2 separate regions of the Ovis aries genome follow, and region 1 is linked to region 2. The links are chromatin contacts, called in public Hi-C maps. All regions are on one chromosome and are shown on one strand. Each heading gives the region's core, a stretch centred on a gene start, on an enhancer-like site or on the middle of the called end of the contact. The rest is flanking DNA. Distances are from core to core; before and after follow the strand shown.

Region 1 (3,938 bases), core at 1,140-3,639, 110 kb after region 2:
TTGATTACACAAATGAAAACAGTCATACAGTAAGGTACCCCATACATGCTAGTTGTCTTCTATTGTTGCTTTGGGTCTTTTTCATGTCTGAAGAGGGAGCTTTCCTCAAATCTTAGCTTTCCTACTGTATATAGACCAGGAGACAGGAAGCCTAGTGGCATTTGATGCTTTCTCCCTGAGCAAAGGAGTTGAACTGGCCTCACCCATTCCTGGATCTTGGCTGCTCCTCAGCCTTCACAGCAGAGCTGCAGGAACACTGACCTTTCTGGAAGAATCACAGCATAGGCTTTTTTTTCCAGAATTCTTAAGCTTATACTGCCTGCACAGCCCTCTGAAAATTAGAGAACTCTGTTCCAACTGCAGAAGAATTTGCAATAGAAACCTAAGTAGCTCAGCACTCTGACTTGCTTTGGAAAGTACAGGGTTTGTCATCTAATCAGGGCACAGACAGTGCTGATACCCTAGGTTGCAGTCAGTGCTCATACACCAGGATTATTTGCCCCAGTGAGTCTCAAAATATGGGGCATCGTGGTGACGGGAGTGTGTTTTCAGTCGCTCAGTTGTGTCTGACTCTGCAACCCCGTGGATTGTAGCTGGCCAGGCTCCTCTGTCCATGGGATTCTCCAGGCAAGAATGTAGGAGTGGGTATTCATTCCCTTCTCTGGGGGATCTTCCTGACCCAGGGATCAAACTCAGGTATCCTGCATTGCAGGTGGATTATTTAACAACATCTGGGCCACCAGGGAAGCTCTGTGGTTATCCTGGGGCATGTTAAATTGCACCCAGAGACTCTTGTTCTGGAGACCTGGAGTAGAGTCTGAAAATTTGCATTTCTAACGAGCTCCCAGGTTATGCTAATGATGCTGGTCCTAGACCCACACTTTGAGAACCCCTGGTTTAGCCCATCATGGTTCCCCAACAGCCCACCCTACACTGAAAGTGTAAGAGGTTTTAGCACCTTCTTAGCCATTTTCTCTCTATAGCTCATTCATCCCCAGAGTTTCCTTTGTCGAGGGAGGATTCCTACTGGATATGATTTCCATTTGAGGAGGTGCGGGTAGAGACCAAGCAGTCAGGTGGCCTCCTGAGCCTGAGAATGCCAGCTCACCACCCTGAGCCCCGGGGAGTCCACCCAGCTCCGCAGTGGGTGTCGGATTCTGACACGAAACTGCTGAACTCCTTCCCAGCAAGTGTGGTATTCTGCGTGAAAAGTCAGCTTCCACCTTTGAAAAGACTCTCTCTTCCTGAAACTTAAAACTTGACCAGTACCTTTACAGGAGAAAGCACCCCCCCCCCCTGAGAGTGGTGATAGGTTGGACACAGAAGCGGCGTGACGTATAAAATCTAGACAAAATTCCATTTGGGCTTTTTTTTTTTTTTTAATTACTTGACCCGCTTAAGTGTGTGTGTGAAAAGCACAGATTTGTTTTCTGAGACATGCTTTTTGTTTCTATATTAATTTTACTTTTCCCTACCGTGAACAATCCTCCTGTCTCCCCCCATTTCCTCCAGAACCCGCTTCCTTCCCAATGACGCTCGGCGAGGAAGAGGGTGGCGAAATGCGCCCGGGAGCGCGCAGCGATCTCACCCGCTGCGTAGCGGCTCTCAGGCCGAGGACCTGGGGGCCCCTGGGCGGCTCTCCCGGTCCCCTCGGCCCCCCGCACTGCCCCTGCCCGCGCCCGGACCTCCCGGTCGGTTTCTTTGTTAAGAACGCCTGCGCGGAGAGGCATCTTCGGCCCTTCAGGGCGCACGGGTTCCACTCCTGACTTCTCAGTCCCCTAAGGGCTTGTAAGCACAGAGGCTCGAGTCGAGAGGCTAAATTACGCCCCAGGAGGCTTCTTAAGTAAAATCCTAAATTTCATTTAGGCTCTTCGTAAGCCCTTCGATGGCGAAGCCACTAAGCCCAGGCTCGCACGCCCCCAGCGCCGCCCTCCCCGCACCGGCTTCTTGAGGCTGGGTTATGGGGGAACCCTGTCCCTCTCAGATGGTCCGCCCCTAGGTCTGGGGTGCGCCACTGTCCCTCCCCTCTCGGGTCGCCACCTCCCCCATCACCTCCCCCAACTCCCGGCCCTTCCGTTTCCTTGCATAGCCTCCCCCAACCCCCACTTGAAATCTCCCTCCCCTCGGGCTGGAAGCAAAGTCGGTAATAAGAAACCAGTTCAGTGTCAGTCGGATAGAGGGGGTAGATAACCCCAGAGATACACGGCAATGGAGAGAGAACTCGTTTTGTGTAAAGAGGGCCTCGAGTCACCAGGGAATTCCTGGATTGTCTTGGGCTGTCGTGTGTGATGTCCATCACGCCGTGCGAACACCATCTGCTCGGTATTATGCTCTCAGTTGCCAGGCTACCTGCTGTACGCAGTAACACTTGACTGCCTGGCTCCGCGCTCGCAGCGTTAGCCCAGACGCGCCGGGCGGGGGGACCGGTGGGGGAGAAAGGCGAGTCATGATTAAGCCATCTGCAGGCTGGGGGTGGGGGGACACGCCGCGCGGGCGGAGCGGGCGGGCTGGCAGCGAGGACCGGGCTGACACCACCATCTGCTGGGGCAGAGACAGAACAGCAGCTGTTCCTTGTTCCCCCCCGCCCCACCTGAACACCTGAAAAAAGGCTGAAGCCCTGAGCCAGTTCTCCACTGGGCGCCCCCACCCGAGTCTCCATCACCACCCGCAGCCTCCCTTCCAAGGAGCCGGCAGTCTCTGGTTCACCGCCAGCAACCCCAGCCCTTCTCACCCGAACACTATGCATTTCTTGTAAGAGACATAAAGCTTCCCTGTGCACAGATTTATAAATAAACAGCTGGCTGCTCTTAAGAGATATTTTTACCACAGCTGTTTTTTGAAGTAGAAAACGGCCTCTTATGGAGGGAGGTAGGGTGTTTTTTATACCTCCTACCTCTCTCTCCAGCCCATAGAAAATTGCTAAGATTTTTTTCCTGGAGGAGAAGATACGTAAAATAGATTCATTGGTTTTGATGCCCCCCCCCCCTCCTATATTTTACTGAAGAGTGAGAGCTTTGGGAAATAATGAAGATCTATGTAATCAATTGGATTTCTTGAGAGGAAGAGATGGAATTAAGATTCTGGGTGGAAGGCAAGGGAGGTCGTTGAGCAGGGGATGGAGTGGAGAACAAGCTAGTAATTAAAACTAAAAATACTGCATCACTTGGCTTCAAGGCATTACATTTCTGGTGACGAAAGCTCAGCCTGGTTTTCTCTAATTGCACACACAGTGTGTGTCCTCCTTAGAAACAAGAGCTGTGGCTTGAAATCCTGAAATTCGACAGACTATTGCTCATTAAGAACTCTTAGGCTGGAGGTTAAAAGCCACCATGTCATGTGAAACAGCTAATGGCCTCAGCCAGCTCAATTTGTAAGGTGAGTCACTTGGCGCAGCTTCACACTTGGCATGCACACCTAAGGCTGGGGCCCTAGTGTCACTCACCCACTGTTGAATGCAGCAGAACTGGTTGGGAGAGGTGTATCAACCTAGGCTCACAGATGTTTCTTATGGAAGGGAGTCCTTTAAAAATGCACATAGCCCTCCTGCCTCTCGGGGTTCCATTCAGGTCGCTGCAGGGAAACCGGTCTTCAGGTCTTCAGTGAGAAACCTGAAAGGAAAATCTTTGAGAGGGAATCATTTGGGGAAATACAGAATCCTGGGAGGTAATAACCAAACTTTCCCTTTGGGAAGGGTTTTTCTCACTGTGCTTTTGAAGTACAGCACCACCCCCAGCCCCATCTGAAAGTAGAGCATTCCTATGAAATCTTTTCTAAGCCGAAATGGCCTGCAGTGAGTAAGCAAACACCTTGGGACACATCTTGCCAAGAGTGTGCAGAATAAATAGAGATAAAACACAGATGCTCACAGAGTTCAAAGCTGTGGGGACTTGATGCTGAGATGCTGAGTGTAGTTCCTGGGGGAGGAGCTTGGTGGCGCC
Region 2 (3,494 bases), core at 333-2,832:
ATGTTTATCTGTTTACAGTTCTTCTATTGTAAAGCAACTACCTGAGCATCGGGAAATGAGCCCTCTCTTCTTTTCAGCTCCCCTTCCTTATTTGACATCTTTCAAACCTCTCGGCTTTCTTAAAGGAGAACTTTGCCCCGAGTCCAGACCCAGCACACGGGCAGGGCTACACCTGCTGAGCGTGCCTGCGTCCTGGCTGCCGAGGTTGGAATTCCCCCAGCCTCCCTGGGGACTCCTTGTCTGCAGGTACTGCCCCCAGCCTGCAGTGAACCCGGGACCTTTTATTGATCTTGTGTGCCTCTGGCTCCACTGTGATACCAGGAAGAATGGAGGTTGCTGGCCCTGGACTTAGTCCTGGACAAATAAATGTGTTTGTCAGAGCCCTTTCCTGACATTGGTTGTCTCAAGACCAGGTGGCATTGTGGAGGGTAATTAGTTCTCCTTATTGAAGGGAACATCAGGAGCCCCGCACGGACTGCTTACCGTGGACACATGCAAAAAGAGTCTGTGAATGCAGCTGTTACTCGCCCTTTCATCATGCTAATGGGTCCCCGTAAGAAATTTGACTTCCTATTCCTGGCACCAAGCAACCGCTATCAAACAAAGCATTGTTTCTTCTCACCGTTGATAAGTGTGACTTGTGGAGGCCGGCGATAGCATGCTCATTTTTATCTGCTAAGTGCACAGCACTTGTAAAAAACCCACGGTGGCCTTGTTACCACTTGACATGACACTAGGTTTAGCTGTTTACATTGACACACTGCCGCACCCTTTTAGAGCTGCAGCCGGGGGTCAGATTCATTAGCGAGCGTCAGCGCCCACAGAGAGGCAGCCTGCAGTAAGGACTCTCTTTGCTCCTCTGTAGGGAGCAGCAAAGCTGGGAGACTATGTCTTGGAATGGGTGACTTTTCATTCTTTGTTCTGACTGTTTGAGAACCCCTGTTTATTCCCCGAGCAGCCACGGAGAAGAGGAGAGAGAAAGAAAGGTCTGGGACTGACATCCACCCCCCAGTGATGAAGGAAAGGGACGCTGTTGCTTTTCTCTTTGCTAACCACGCGCGCGGCTTTTTGTTGCCCAGGAGAACTGCAGAGAGGGAGTAAGATGCACGTGTCTTTCTTGCCACAACAAACAAGGCTGAAAAGCAGTGGTAAATGGAGCGGAACTTTATCCTTCATCCTCTGTCCCCTCCTTTTTCCTCTCAGTTTTATGAACATCCCCTGGACAAATTTGGGGACCAGACTGCCTTTGTAATCCCTGAAGCCACCAATTTTTTTGCGCCTAGTCTTGTTATTCCTTTGAACATACAGGAAATGGGGGGGTGTGTTCTAGAATCCTTGGTTTATTTTGCAATCCCTGTGAGCAGACAAGTTGCTGATGACCTAGAATAGCTAGAGTGCCCGTTGCATCACGAGCTGAAGAGCAGGCCTTCGCTCTCGCCCCACATAACTCTCATCCAGGTCACGCGCAGGAGGTTGCAGCATGACCCACGAGACGCCGCTTCGCAGTGCCGTCAGAGTGTTGTGTGAGACCGTGCTGCCTGCAAAGGGCAGGCAGACCAGAGCAACTGCCCTCTGTGAGTTCAGGGACCTCTGGCGTTACTGCACGGAGCAAACAGATCTAATGCCCTGTCACAGCTTCTTTGTTTGACAGGCAGCAGAAGTGCCTTTCTACCTCCACCTTTCCGGAAGGATGTAAGGATAATTAATGCATTTCCTGGGGTTAAATAATACACCCATTTAAAAAAGCAACTGCCGTACCATTCTGCCCTGGCCCTCAGAGGCTGGCTCACCACATTTGTCAAGAATATTCCTTGCCAGGCCTTTTCTTCTAGCTGCTGCTGCTAACACTGCACAGTGGATTCTTCTGTCTGAATGATTCTTAGGTCTCGCCAGGAGACATCTGGGCGTTTTCCTAAAGTGCGTCATACGATGTCATAATGCCCCTGAGTCCTGAGGTTCTGAGGGGTGGTATCAGGATGTGTCATGGCTTTCTCTGTTTAAGCATCTTGATATCCAGTCTGCAAGTCCACCGTCAGTCCGTTCAGAACGCACCAGCTGCCCTGGGGAGTGATCCCATCCCGTGAACTGTATTTATATCTGCACCTTCCTTTCCCATATGCCTAGTACACAGTCACTAAGGCAGGATCCCAGGGCTCTTGGCGCCATTTAATGGCTCAGCATGGTTTGCATGTCATTGCCATTTGCATCTCAAGTCCTGGGATGCTGCCAAGGACGTGCATCCACAGGAGCAGAGAGGTGTTCATGGTGGCATAAGAACTTTTACACAAGATGCCTTTCCATATTTGGTCGGGGTGGGGGGAGCTTTAGATACCTTCCTGTTCACCTGTATTGACTCAGAGTAAGTCCTGAGCTCTGCTGGGGGACTTGGTGTTGGGTCACAAAAGCAGGGGGAGTTGACTTTGGGTACTGTGTCCACCCCCTGCCCCCAAGGGCAGCAGCCCCTACCCGCAGCTCCCCCCTGCCCCTCCCCTTACTCTCCACCGTCTCCTGTCTCTTTGCGGGTCATTTATAATCAGCAGTCATGGTGTACAGGCCTCATTAGCGATATAGCCATTCCTTCAGTGCTTCAGAAATAATCATTTAGAAAAAAATGCACAGTTTCCTTCCCTTGAGAGCCCATGAGTGATGAATTTATTTCAGTTTGGCTGGCTTGGCTGTCTTGCTCAGCCTTATTTCCATATTTATTTCAACAAACAATGTAGGGTGGGAATGAGGAAACGCACGCTGGGTGTACACACGCACTGCATCTCTGCTCCCAAACGCTGTTCCTCTTGAGGGAGGTGTAAAAGGCATGTCAACAGAAGTACCCTCCTTTTTTAAAACAGGAATAAGGGCTGTTGGCCAGGATGGGATACCAGGTAGCAGAAGATGAACTAGTTCATCCTGGTTTATATTTGAAAAAATGTGGGTAATGTGTCAAAAGCAATTGATTCTTGGTCTCCATCCCAGTAAAGCAAGTGTCCCAGGAGTGCTGAAGCCCTTGACCTCTTGTTCTTATAGGGTCTGATTTCTGTGACAGTGGACAGCAATGAACTTTGGATGCCGACTGAGCGTCAGATGCCTAGGTCCCCAGGAGGAGTGGGGAGGGGTGTGTGTGGGGATTGCAGGTTGCTCTGACGAGGAGAGATGCCAGCACGTTCCTGATGGCAAATGGTGTCTCAAGCCAGATTTGCAGATGTGCAAGCCACCTGGCTTCCAGAAATCCGCGCCCTGCGAACTTTTTTCCAATGTATTGAGAAAGTGGCTCAGGCTTGCACTTATCCCACCTGGATGTTTTCGGGTGAGTGTTTTCACGTGACCTCAGCCGCGGGTCAGGAATGAAGAGCTCAGAAATCTGTTGAGAGCTTCGTCACTGACACTGTGCCAAGTGCCAGACAGGCCCCCGCACCATCACTAACCTCACCATTACTGCTGAGGAAGAGATGCTTGATTCTTGATTCTACAGAGATGCTTTAAAAGTGGCAGTTAGTGGA

The links. A called contact is a pair of places that touch in the nucleus more often than the background predicts.
Region 1: a contact with region 2 is called in a Hi-C map of liver, with 4 times the contacts expected there. The contact joins two enhancer-like sites. A contact is called at or near these places in 3 of 16 Hi-C or Micro-C datasets (liver, retroperitoneal adipose tissue and skin fibroblasts).

Annotation. Positions count from the first base shown.
Region 1 is chr17:18,065,057-18,068,994 of ARS-UI_Ramb_v3.0, forward strand. All of the region lies in intron 2 of MAML3 (mastermind like transcriptional coactivator 3), which reads left to right. Among named protein-coding and RNA genes, the nearest start is that of MGST2, 60 kb to the right of the region's middle. Within about 2 kb of position 2,390, at least 45 of the 54 cell types and tissues checked have an H3K27ac peak or open chromatin away from gene starts, as enhancers often do. A contact at or near this core is called in liver, where this site is marked.
Region 2 is chr17:17,957,704-17,961,197 of ARS-UI_Ramb_v3.0, forward strand. The region is part of intron 2 of MAML3 (mastermind like transcriptional coactivator 3); the gene reads left to right. Among named protein-coding and RNA genes, the nearest start is that of MGST2, 170 kb to the right of the region's middle. Within about 2 kb of position 1,583, at least 15 of the 54 cell types and tissues checked have an H3K27ac peak or open chromatin away from gene starts, as enhancers often do. A contact at or near this core is called in liver, where this site is marked.